Regions from separate parts of the Sus scrofa genome. Here region 2 is linked to region 1. A link is a contact called in public Hi-C data. All regions are on one chromosome and are shown on one strand. Each heading gives the region's core, a stretch centred on a gene start, on an enhancer-like site or on the middle of the called end of the contact. The rest is flanking DNA. Distances are from core to core; before and after follow the strand shown.

Region 1 (5,628 bases), core at 1,062-3,561:
TGGCAGGTGGTGAACATTTAAAACGTCAGAAACGTCTCCTTGCGTCGCTGTGGGAAAAGGGACAACGGAAATGAGTTTTCTCGGTTAATTACACAAAAGCTCTGTTTCCCACATTCAAAAGCAGGTTGGTGTCACCTGGTCTGGTGCCACAGTTTTAAATGCATCGAGGCCAAACTGCAAACACTTCGTCTAAGCCCTGCAGCCACAGCTGCTCTGTGATGCGACAGCCACCCCGGCGGGGACAAAAGCTTGGGATCTTGTCTATTTTCTCATAACGTTTTTCCTCATTCTTTACGCAGATCGAACCACACAAAATCTGCTGTGTCGGGAGAATGAACTATTGCAGGCCTCGTGCACAGAACAACCGACCTGAATGCCAGCACAGTCACAGCAATTAATGTCACGGCAAGGAGGTACCGTGCCTGGATCTCAAGGACCAGCTCCGTGCACCCCCAAAGCAAAGTGGGGGGCAGGCAACACTGTGGGAGGGCTGGGGCCTTCCAGGCAGTTAATCGAGTCAAAGAGGGAGGGTGGGAACAGAACCGGGGGGGAAAGTTAGAAAAAAGGGACACATACACACGTGTGCGCACACACACACACACACACACACACACACACACACAAGCAAGGGCTCTCTCCTTTCAGATCAGGGCCTCCATCCGCCCGAGGCTGCCTGACCACCCGCCCAAGATGGAGAAAACCGGCCCCTTGCAGCTGTTATGGGCAATTCCAAGTTCAGCCACGACAGTGGCAATCTGTCACAGGGCTCGGTCCACACGCGTGGCGTCCTGCCCTTCGGAGGCAAAGCCGCACGCCTCCTGCCCAGGAGTATTCCCGGCGGCCTGTGGCTTTGCTTGCACAGAGCACATGCACGAGGTGACCAGAGAGACCAAGCTCTCAGCAGCCGTCCTCCGGGCGACGTGCAATCATTTGTTTCAGCGGATGGCATCAGCCTGCCATTGGCTCTCGCATGCACTCACACATCCTAACAGCCGGCCGACTCGGCCCGGCCCGGGGCCGGCGGGACCCCCCGACACGCAGCGCCACTGCGAGGAGGGCCCTGCTGGCTGCGGCTTCCCCGTGGAGTGGGCGAGGGCCCGCTGAGGAGGTCAGACTCGGAAACTACTTAGTAAGGCTGCCGGCAGGGTGTATTTTCCAGTTCAATCATCTTCCCTAATCAAATAACATCCCTTGATCTTTTCATCAATGCTAAGTGTGTTTTTTAATAGACATGATGGCGTTTGGATGACGTTTAGTTAGTAGACTCGGAATCTGTGGCATTGATTGGGTTCTCTGCCCGTCCCTGAAGGCACCGGGGTCCCCTCCAGGCTCCCGAGGTCAGGGCTGTCTGCACAAACGCTGGCTCGCCAACCTCTGCGCATCCCGCAGGCGCGACAAGGGAATCCTAAAGACAACTGGAAATTTCCTTCTGCCTCCAGTGCGGATCTGGCAGCCCCGCCGCTAGCATTTCTTATTGTCCCCGATTTACTGCGTTTGCTCGTTCATTAATAATTTAACGTCTAGAAAAAAACAAGCTCTTCAAAGCATAGATGCACAAAAAATCCTTTCAAAGCTAAATAAACTAATTTTGGGGAGTCAGAGTTAAACGTCTTTGTGTTTTGAAATGGCAGTTCCGCCTTGCAGGCTTAATTAAAGCTACTGGATGTAGAGAAAAGGAAGTTTTGTTGGCGAGCTCACCTCTCCATGCCCTGTCAATTTGAACAGAGCTGGGAATCACCTCCTAATGGCTGAGAACGTGTGTACACAGGATCGCATTTTGAATCTAATCGGGCGTCGCGCTCGCACACAGAAGCATTCGTGTTTATTTGTATAGACTTAAGCAGCGACGAGGGCCCCTCTCGACAGAGCTCAAATCTGTCGCTTGAAAGCAAAGCCGGTTATCATATGGCAGCATTTCTAAAGTTACAACTTAGAGCCCAAACTGTACCAGAGCCCCTTGGCACTAGGAAATTGCCATTTCAACTCAATGATCAACCTTTGCTTTTGAAGGAGATTATTCAGGATATTGCGATAAACAGACACAGTTTTTCCTCTGCCAACAGAATCTACAGGGACGCGAGTTAGACCCTGCTCTCATCACAGCCGAGACCCAAAGGGAGGCTTGAGACTCCAGGTGACACAGGTAGCGGCACACGGTGTCCCTCGTGTGGCTTCTAGACCGGGCTTGTGCCAGGCGTTCACAGCCAGGGCGCCAGGGAAGCAAGAGGTTCCGAGCCCGCACACTCACTCAGCCGTCCCAGGGAAGGGCGGCACCGCCGCTTTCCTGGGCTCCCAGCATCCTGTCCCCCCTGGGAAGATGGTCCCCGCCTCCTCCTCCGCTGACCCCATCGCCTGACCTCAGATCTAGAGGGCAGCTCAAAATCCAGTTGCCCACGATGGGTGTTCTCTCGGGCAAAATCTACATAATCTGCTGTCAAAGACTGTCAAGCAAATGTTGGACTTCACACCCCCGGTGCTCAAACACCAGAAGGGGAGGAAGACACGGGGCTAGGATGAGAAGCAGCGCTGGCGTGGAGGACCTCTGGGAAGGTAAAAATCAAGTGTGTTCTTATGAGACGCACCTGCAAAGTGCTGCCGAGGATCGCCCAGAAATTATGCCCCAGTGAGGCGCCTCGCATCACCCCAGCCCAGACAGACAGACACAGAGTTCAGTGGCCAAAGGGGGAAAGTTGGCCGCCGCCGGGTGTTTTGGAAAAGTCTGCATTTGTTTCTCATTGCAGGATGTGCGGGGGAGGGGGGAATGGAGCCAAACAGGAGGAAAGGGTGCGTGGCAGTAACAAATCCCTTTGAAATTAGACTCTTCTGTTCACGGTATTTTTAAGAACAGTCTCGAACTGTTACTCTCAGCAGAGGCATTTATAACCTCCTAGATGAATAAATGACTTTGCTATTTCTCCTTAAGTAATACCCAATTTTAACCCACCCCGTCTTTCGACATTGGGCTAAATGCTGTGATAAAGGACCCACAGCATTTGCAGTTTGCGTGTGTCCTAGGGACTCAGTCTCACCCCAGTAAAATGCATTCAAAACTAAAGAGCAGGTATGTGTTATTTGAGCTCAAATTATTTTTAAAAAGTTCTATTATTTTTTCAAAACTTACCCAGGAAAAGTTTTTAATGCATTTTTTTTTTATTTCCAACAACGTAACGTTTAAAAATTTAGTTATGCCGTTAGATTCAGAGATCACTGCATTCTCGCAAAGGTAACGTGCTATTTTGCCTCATTATAATAAACACTAATGTTTTCACAACTGCAACAGTTCCGCTCACATTAGCATATTTTGGCTGAGGTATTGTTTTACTCTGACCTGTATAATAAGTGTCACATTAGCAAGACAACAAATCAAACGTTTGTTAATTTCCCTCGCTTTCCCACACAGCTGGTGGTGTTATCGTGTCACCAGATTTTAATTAATATGATAAGTAACACTTGCAAGACAACAGCCGGATTTTTTTCCCCTCTGTGTGCGTGAGGGGCTGTAAACCTCCTCTGCGTGTGCGTGTGTGTGTGTGTACACGCTCACGCGCGCCTGCACACACATGTGTGCAGATGGGAGAAAAGGGGAGGGAACCAAGATATTCACAAGGGCCTTTTGCATCAAATTCGTCCCTGAAAACATTCACAGCCCCACACAATGCTCTTTCCAAGCAAACTCTCATCACACCCTTTTCTCTTGCCCTTCCGGACCAAAGAGGGCCATGCACCGACGCAGAGTAAAACTCAGAAAAACAGATAATAAAATGTGCTAATTTTCATACCTGGGGTAGCTGTGTGTTTAAGGTTTTAGCAGTTACAAGAGATACAGTACTGCTGTCTTCGGAGAGGCTGAATTTAAATCTCTCCAGCCCCCACGAGAAGAGTAACAGATACAGTTCTGACTCACACCGAGACCTCTGTGAGCGGTCCCTGTGCCGAGCGCGGCTGTCGCTGCTCTTGGGTAAGTCAAAAGTGCCATCTATTTGCAAAAGCTAGAAATGCAGCCGAACTCAGCACGGAAAATCCCCGCACCCCAGATCCAGCCCTGGAGCATCTAACGCTGCGAACCACAGACTCAGAGGCTGGTTGGCTCAGCAGGGGAGAGACAGGACCAGCATAACGATGCATAAACGAAAACGCATTCCTGCAACGGTCTCACTGTCAAGTATTTCACCAGGCTGGTGCCAAGACTATTTCAAACCATTTCAATGCATGTTTGAGTAAAAACGACAGCGGAATCTAGTCCCAAAAAATCATGTAACACTTCCTAAGAATGAATGCATCTTGCCTTTCAATTTAAAAAAAAAATGATTGAATAATTTTTAAGAGACTCAGTAGAAATTAAGTCTCCAATAATATATTAACAGCGGAAACCCTTCAACTAACAGTTGAAGCTGGAGGAAAAAAATGCCAATAAGAAAAGTGGTGTTCAAAATTAGAACAACGCTCTCTAATGCTTTCTGATGCTGAATATTCTAAAGAGAAAGGAAGCCTCCTTTTCCTGGGCCTGGAAAGAAGGCCCTTTTAGGGAGCTGAAATTCTTCCACATCTTCTTATTGTTATTTAACGCAATGTTTTCCCTTAGGTTGCAAAATACAAGATTTCTCCCAATGAGGTCCAAACACTGATATTCTACCTACAAACAATTAAGCCCCAGAAGCAGGATGGCACCAACATCCCCAGAATGGTTTTCTCCTTAATAAGTAGGGTTAAGCACAGAAGCAATTTCCACACACGCAGGTGTTTGCTGAAGGGCGAGGCAGGCAGACCCAAGCCTAGTCCTGCACTAGCATCCGTGCTCCCCCCGCCCCCGCGCCCCAACAAAGCCACTCAGGAAATGGGTGGCCCAGAAGCAAACCTTCCTGCCTTCAACCAGGCGTGTAAAAACAGGCTCAGATTTTAGGTCAACGTCTAAAGGGCTTTCTCTGCAGGTCTGTCCATGCGGATCCCCCATCAACGTGGACTAGAGGGTCTGCCGGAAAACCACCCCCATGGGCTGACCGGTCCGAAATCAACCTGGGGAAAATCCACCTATGAATTCAGAAAGCAGAGGGGTCCTGGGGACCCCTGCCAAGCCAGGGCCAGAGTCTGCCGGCTGCGGGGAAGCAGAGAGCCCAACCCCACCCCCGGGCACACTGCACACCAGGAGCCCTTCTCGCTGGTCCTGGGCATCCCCTGTGGGTGGAGTGCTTCCCAGAAAGATGCCAGGGCCTCTCCTCCTGGGGGAGCGCCGGGAGAGCAGAAGACAGACGGACCCCAAGGTGCCGGTCACTGGGCTGTGGTGTTCAGTCCCACCCCACGTCCCCGGCGCCAAAACGAACCTCCCCTTGGCCTTTGGTCCACCTTCCAGCTCAGCCAAGGGCGAGCCGCCTGGGCCAACAGGAGAGCTGGCCGGGAAGCATCTGACCGGCGGCTTACCCTCTGCTGCTTTAGCAGCAAGAGGCCCTGGCTCGTTCCACCCTCACTCCCAGCCCAGCCAAGGAGCGGCCCAGGGGCAGGATGGCCCGAGGGCTTCCAGAGGTCCTGGGGTGCTTGTTCTGGCCCAAGGTGACCACCTGGGGGCTCCCCCACAGGCTGGGGCTCCGGCGGTTTCTACAAGTAGGAGCCTGGTGCCCCAGAAGCCCAGAAGCT
Region 2 (5,628 bases), core at 1,694-4,193, 340 kb before region 1:
TAGACCAGAAGGAGGGGCTGAGTGAGGACAGACGGAGGGAGCTCGGTTGCAGTACGTTTTGGTTTAGAGAGTGCGGTTCCTTGAGCCCCAAACGGAAAATTCCACTTGCAATCTCCTTAATTGCAGAGGAATTGGGGGCTCCCGCGCCCCCGCCGTGGTCTTTGTCATCCATCCATAGCTCGGTCCCGCCCTTGGGGTCTCTGTTCTCCTCCGGACCAAACCGCGCGCAGGTCCCGGGCCAGCTGGCAGAGGCAAAGCCCGCAGCAAGGGATCGCAAAGCCCACCGGCGGTGGCCGGCAGTTAAAAACTACACGCCCAAGGGCCAGCCTACAGAACTATTTTTTTGGGGTGAGGGGGACAATTACTTCTCATTCCCTAATAACACCGTAACCGCTACAAAACAACCAATCGATTTTAACTTCCTTCGCTTCCTCTGAAGGCAGTTCCGTGCAAATGGTACCCTCTCCCCAGGGGCCCCCTCCGTTCTATTTATTTACTTCATGTTGATCATTTTTCTTCCTCTTCTGTCAGATTTACTAATTGCATTCTCGGCTCCTAAAACATGAACATAAATCGAGCACGTTTCAGGTTTATGGGGAAAAAAAACCGGGCTTTTCTCTCTTAAATTTATTGACTCAAAGCTGATGCATTTTGGGGGTGGGGTTCTTTTTTCGTTTTTAGAAGAAAAGCTTTTTAGGAAACTCTGTACATAATCCGAATCCCCCTCCCCACACCGCAACGCCTAAAAGAAAATTTCCACAATGCATTTACATGAAATATTACAAAACAAAACCAAAAAAGGGAAATACTCAGATACAGAAAGTTTTACAAAACCCAAAATAACGCTGCCGTCTGAACGGGGTGGGTGGGGGGAATCGCTGTATAAATTAACACACCAACCCAAAAAAGCGGTAACAACTACAAAAAACTCGGGGTTGGCTCTGCCTTCCTCTATTGATAACCAATGCGAACAGCTCGCCGGCTCCCTGGCACCCGACCGCCAAGAAGCGACGCGGGGTGAGAGCTGGCGCGCGGCCGCGGTAGAAAAGTTGGAGTCGCCTCCCTTGGTTTGGTCTTTGTGTCCCCTCGAGCAAAGAAAACGCTTTCTGCCTCCTCCGCGGAAGATAAATACTGTACAAAAAGTCTCAAGAAACACCGAAGTTCAGTCTTAAACGCACAGCTGTCCCGCCGAGCGGTCCCCCGGAGCTCCCGGTAAGGGGGTGCGCGTGTCAGCTGGTGTGCCGCGCCAGCGCTTCCCTTTTTACAAGAACGCAGAAACGTCGGTACAAAAGCAAGGCCGCGCCGGGCCGGGCCGGAGGCTCCGGGCGCGCGTCGCCGGCCGCAGGGTGGCCCGCGTCCCTAAATGTGCGTCAGGGGCACCGTGCCGTTGACGCCGGCGCCCGCGCCCTGGTAGTGCTGCGGTAGCGAGTGCAGCCGGCTCTGCGCCGCGGCGGCCGCCGCCGCCGCCGGGTCGCCGCCCTCGCCAGCCGGCAAGTACATGCTGATCATCTCGCGCAGGTCCCCGGGGCACGGCGCCCGCGAGTGCGCCGGGGCCGGCGGGCTGCCACTCGGCTCCGACTTGACCAGCGAGCCGAGCGCGCCCAGGGCGCCGGACGACGCGGCCGCCGCTGCCGCCGCCGCCGCCACGGCCGAGTTCTGGTGCGCGCCGCCCGCGGCGGCGGCGGCGGCGGCCGCGGCGCCGTAGGGGAGGCCGCCGTAGCCCGAGGGCGAGGCGCTCATGTAGCCCTGGGAGTTGGAGATGGGGCTGTACTGCAGCGCGCCCATGTCGTAGCGGTGCATGGGCTGCGGGTTGTGCGGGTGCGCGTGCGGGTGGTGCGGGTGCGGGTGCGCCGGGTGCGCGTGCGGGTGCGCGCCGCCCGCGCCGGGGTGCTGCCCGTAGGCCAGCTGCGCCTCCTGCATCATGGCTGCGGCGGCCGCCGCCGCCGCCACCGAGCCGGGGTAGGCGCCGTTGGCCCAGCCGTTGACGTGCGCGTAGCCGCCGCCCGCCGCGCCGCCCGGGCTCTCGAGGCGCTGGCCCACGGCCGCGGCGCCCACACCCACGCCCATGGCCACGGCCGCACCGCCGCCGCCCGCGCCGGCCGCCAGCAGCCCGCCGGCCAGCGAGTACTTGTCCTTCTTGAGCAGCGTCTTGGTCTTGCGGCGCGGCCGGTACTTGTAATCCGGGTGCTCCTTCATGTGCAGGGCGCGCAGTCGCTTGGCCTCGTCGATGAACGGCCGCTTCTCGGCCTCGGACATGACCTTCCACTCGGCACCCAGGCGCTTGCTGATCTCCGAGTTGTGCATCTTCGGGTTCTCCTGGGCCATCTTGCGCCGCTGTCCGCGGGACCACACCATGAAGGCGTTCATGGGCCGCTTGACCCGGTCCTGGTTGGCCTTGGCGCCCCCGCCGCCGCCACCTCCGCCCCCGCCCGCCCCGGCCGGGCCCGACAGGTTCGTGGGGGCCTGGGCGCCGCCGGGCGAGTGCAGGTCGGTCTCCATCATCATGCTGTACATCGGGGCGGCTCACGGGTTCACCGGCACCGCGCGGAGAGGGCCCGGAGCATAGACGGCCGGGGGGCGGGGGGATGGAGAGGGGCTCAGACGGAGCGAGATGTAGGTAGGGGGGAGAGGTCCGGGCAGAGAGGAGGCTGGGGAGAGGTGGAGGCGACCGCGAAAAAAAAGGAGGCAGGAACACACACACTCGGCGCCGGTCCGGCTCGCAGGCGCAAAGTTTCTCTCCGGCGCAAACCACTTGCTAAAGAGGTCGAGGGCCGGGGTCGCCGTCGTCACCGCCGCCGCAGCCGGGTCGCCTTCGGCGGAGTGGTGCAAACAGGTGCGGTCGTGGCCAAGTTGCAGCTCCACTTCGCGGGATGCGAGCGGTGCGCGGGGCCCGGCCGGGGGCTCGCCGCCGCCTCCTCCTCGCCCGCCGCCGCGCTGCCTCCTTTCTCCAGCGCTCGGTCCTCGGCGGCGGCCTCCAACTCCGGGGCTGCAACTTCTAGCAGGGCGGCGCGCCGCGTGCGCTGGGCATGTGCGGGTCCCAGGTGCCCGGGGGGAGCGAGGCGCCGAGGGGGGGAGCGGAGGGGGGCGGGGGGGGGCGATCGCGGCGCCGCCGGGGAGGGGGGCCAGGGGCAGCTGAGGGGGCGCAGGCGCGCGGAGAGGGCCAGAGAGCAGGCGGCCGAGCCCGGTACGGGCTGCCCGCTGCCTGCCCGGGGCCGTGCGCTCGGAGCGGAGGCGCACGCGGGGCCGGCGGCGCGCGGGGCCCAGCAGCCATACGCCGGGCCCGGGCTGCCATTAAATGAGCGCGCCGCGGCCAATGGGAGCCGGCGGCGGCGGTGATTTGCATGGCGCGCTGGCGAGTGACGTGGGGAGGGAGTAGGTGCACCGGGCGCGGGCGGCAGAGCGGGGAGGAGGGGAGGAAGGAGGGGGAAGGCAGGCCCGGGAGGGGGTCACAGCCACGCTGCTTCCTGAGCGCGCGCGGCGGCGGCGGCGAACCCGAGCGCACCCTCCTCGCCTCTCCCCGCCCGCGCGCTCCGAGCGACGAGCGATCGGGTTTAAAAGCGGAGACGGAGAAAGAATTATGCGGGGCGGGGGTGCGGGTGAGGCCTGGGGGGAATGCAGCCCCGAACCTTGTTTAAAGGAGCGCAAAGGAGCCCCAGCGCCTCCTCCGCTCCCCCGCCTGCCTCCTCTGCTCCTGCGGGGGAGAGGAAAGTTGCCGGCGAGGCGGGATCCTCGGCCCGAGGGCTGGGAAGCAAGGGCGCGCCCCTGGGAGCAGGGGAGACCCTCTGAGGTGCACGACTGGAGGGACCCCCCCCCCTCCCCGCGAGGCTCGGACGGCGCGGTCCCCCACCCTCCCAAGGAAGCGCGCTGCGCCGCCGCCGCGCAGAAGTCCTCCAGTGCCCCCTCTCGTAGGCAGGGCCTCCACATCCAGGCCGCAAGCATCCTGTCAAGGGGGAGCATTTGTGTCGGGCTTGGCTCCACGGCAGCTTTAGCTCTAGCCCTGAACTTTTATTTTGGAGAGGGGTCTTGCAATGAGCCTGGGGGTTGTAACCACGTGCTCCTCTCAATTTGGCTTCTTCCTCCTGAAAAGGAATTTCTAGGAAGGTTTGAAAACAACAACCATCTGCAATCTAGTTCCTCCACAACAGTTGAAAAAGTTTCTTGAAATCGCAAAAAAAAAAAAAAAAAAAAAAAAAAAAAGAGAGACCTAGCCATTGCGGCGAATCTTCCAACAAGATGTTTGCCTAAGGACTAGGAAAACTTGGAGAAGGGAGCCGGGCCACCCGAACCCAAATCGGAAAAGCAGGGCCTTGGGACTAAGGGACAGATGCCCGTTTTCTGGAATGATTATCCACCTGGGGTTATAGTTCTTAATCCTCGAAGGGTTCTCAATACCGGGAAGTACAGAATTTGCACACGCATTCTCAAATAACACAGCGCTCGTGCTGCCGTCTCCACCGGAAGGGTTTTAAAGTGGCCTGAAGACTCGGAGACGAGCGGCTGGGTCCAAACACCCCTCCCTAGACCTCTTGGAGGAAGGGATGCTGCCTGTGCACCAGAGAGGGAGGCGCTCAGGACTTTGCTGGTGGGTGAAGTGGTGCCTAACCAAAGTGCCAGGACTGACTACCTTACAAGAGAGATAAACACATGACGATGGTGGTGACCATTTTAGGAGGAGCCGCGCGGATGTTTAGGTCTGTTGGGCAGTGAATACCTGCAGCCTTTCCCCCTTTCCCCCTCTCCATTAAAAAGAAAATTCTTGAGGTTGTGAATTTCCTGACTCTATTGCTTGTCCAAGGTACAGGAATAATGCTTTCTTTCCTCTCAATGACTATGATTATTACTCTAGCATTTTTTTTTTATTGCAGGGTTTGCTCCCGTATGCAGTGCAAGAACAAATTGGTCTCTGCAGATTAAAGTGCTTTCATTTCAGGGTATTCAGCATTTAATAGTGAACTCATCAAATAATATATAATTATATTAGAAAGGAAATGTCAGTTCATATTTATTTTTCACCAAATATCTAAGTTATCAACTTGGTTTTCAACTCCCTTCTTATTTCCCCAGTCGAGTTTGTTAAATCTCTTGATTGGTTTCCTGCACCACCTCCAAATATCGGTTACATTATGAATGAACAACAACAAGACAAAAGAACAAGAGTATTGTTTAAGAATATGCCAGAGATCTGTTTTTCTTTGATAATTTAGGAGGCGATGGGTGTGAGTGAGATCCAGTGTGTTAGGGAAAGCCAGCAAGACTGAAATAAAGGAAACGGTTTACAAATTATAAACTATATTATCCACTTAGCAATTGAAAGATTTCTTTCCTCTGCTTTTCAATTTAGATTTTAAACTAAATAGCCGAAGACCCCCTGAAAATGCTTTGTGTGAATCAGGTTTGGCACATTATTTTCCATATCAATGGAGCAATTTATTTTATAAACACCCTGCACTCCAGTGTGCATGGCAGGGACGCTTTATGCTTTGGGGGACTTGGATAGCTGACTTTGAAAGGGCCTGGTTTCTTTCTACCATAGTCCTGAAAATTGTTTCCAAATAGGAAGTTAGCCTTGTTTTCCTGAGCATCTAAATAGGGGGTAAATGGCTTAGCCTTGTCAAGATCCTGCTGGTG

What was found. Hi-C and Micro-C count contacts between places; a contact is called where the count stands out from the background.
Region 2: a contact with region 1 is called in a Hi-C map of epiblast stem cells, with 2.2 times the contacts expected there. The contact joins the promoter of SOX1 here to the enhancer-like site in region 1. A contact is called at or near these places in 5 of 47 Hi-C or Micro-C datasets (embryonic fibroblasts, epiblast stem cells, fetal heart ventricle and 2 more).

Annotation. Positions count from the first base shown.
Region 1 is chr11:77,645,179-77,650,806 of Sscrofa11.1, reverse strand. No RefSeq gene overlaps it. Among named protein-coding and RNA genes, the nearest start is that of TEX29, 120 kb to the right of the region's middle. Within about 2 kb of position 2,311, at least 2 of the 83 cell types and tissues checked have an H3K27ac peak or open chromatin away from gene starts, as enhancers often do. A contact at or near this core is called in epiblast stem cells, where this site is marked.
Region 2 is chr11:77,983,086-77,988,713 of Sscrofa11.1, reverse strand. It overlaps SOX1 (transcription factor SOX-1), which reads right to left and starts at 2,943. Exons shown (of 1, transcript XM_021065935.1): 1 at 1-2,943. The coding sequence starts at 2,514. The coding sequence ends at 1,360.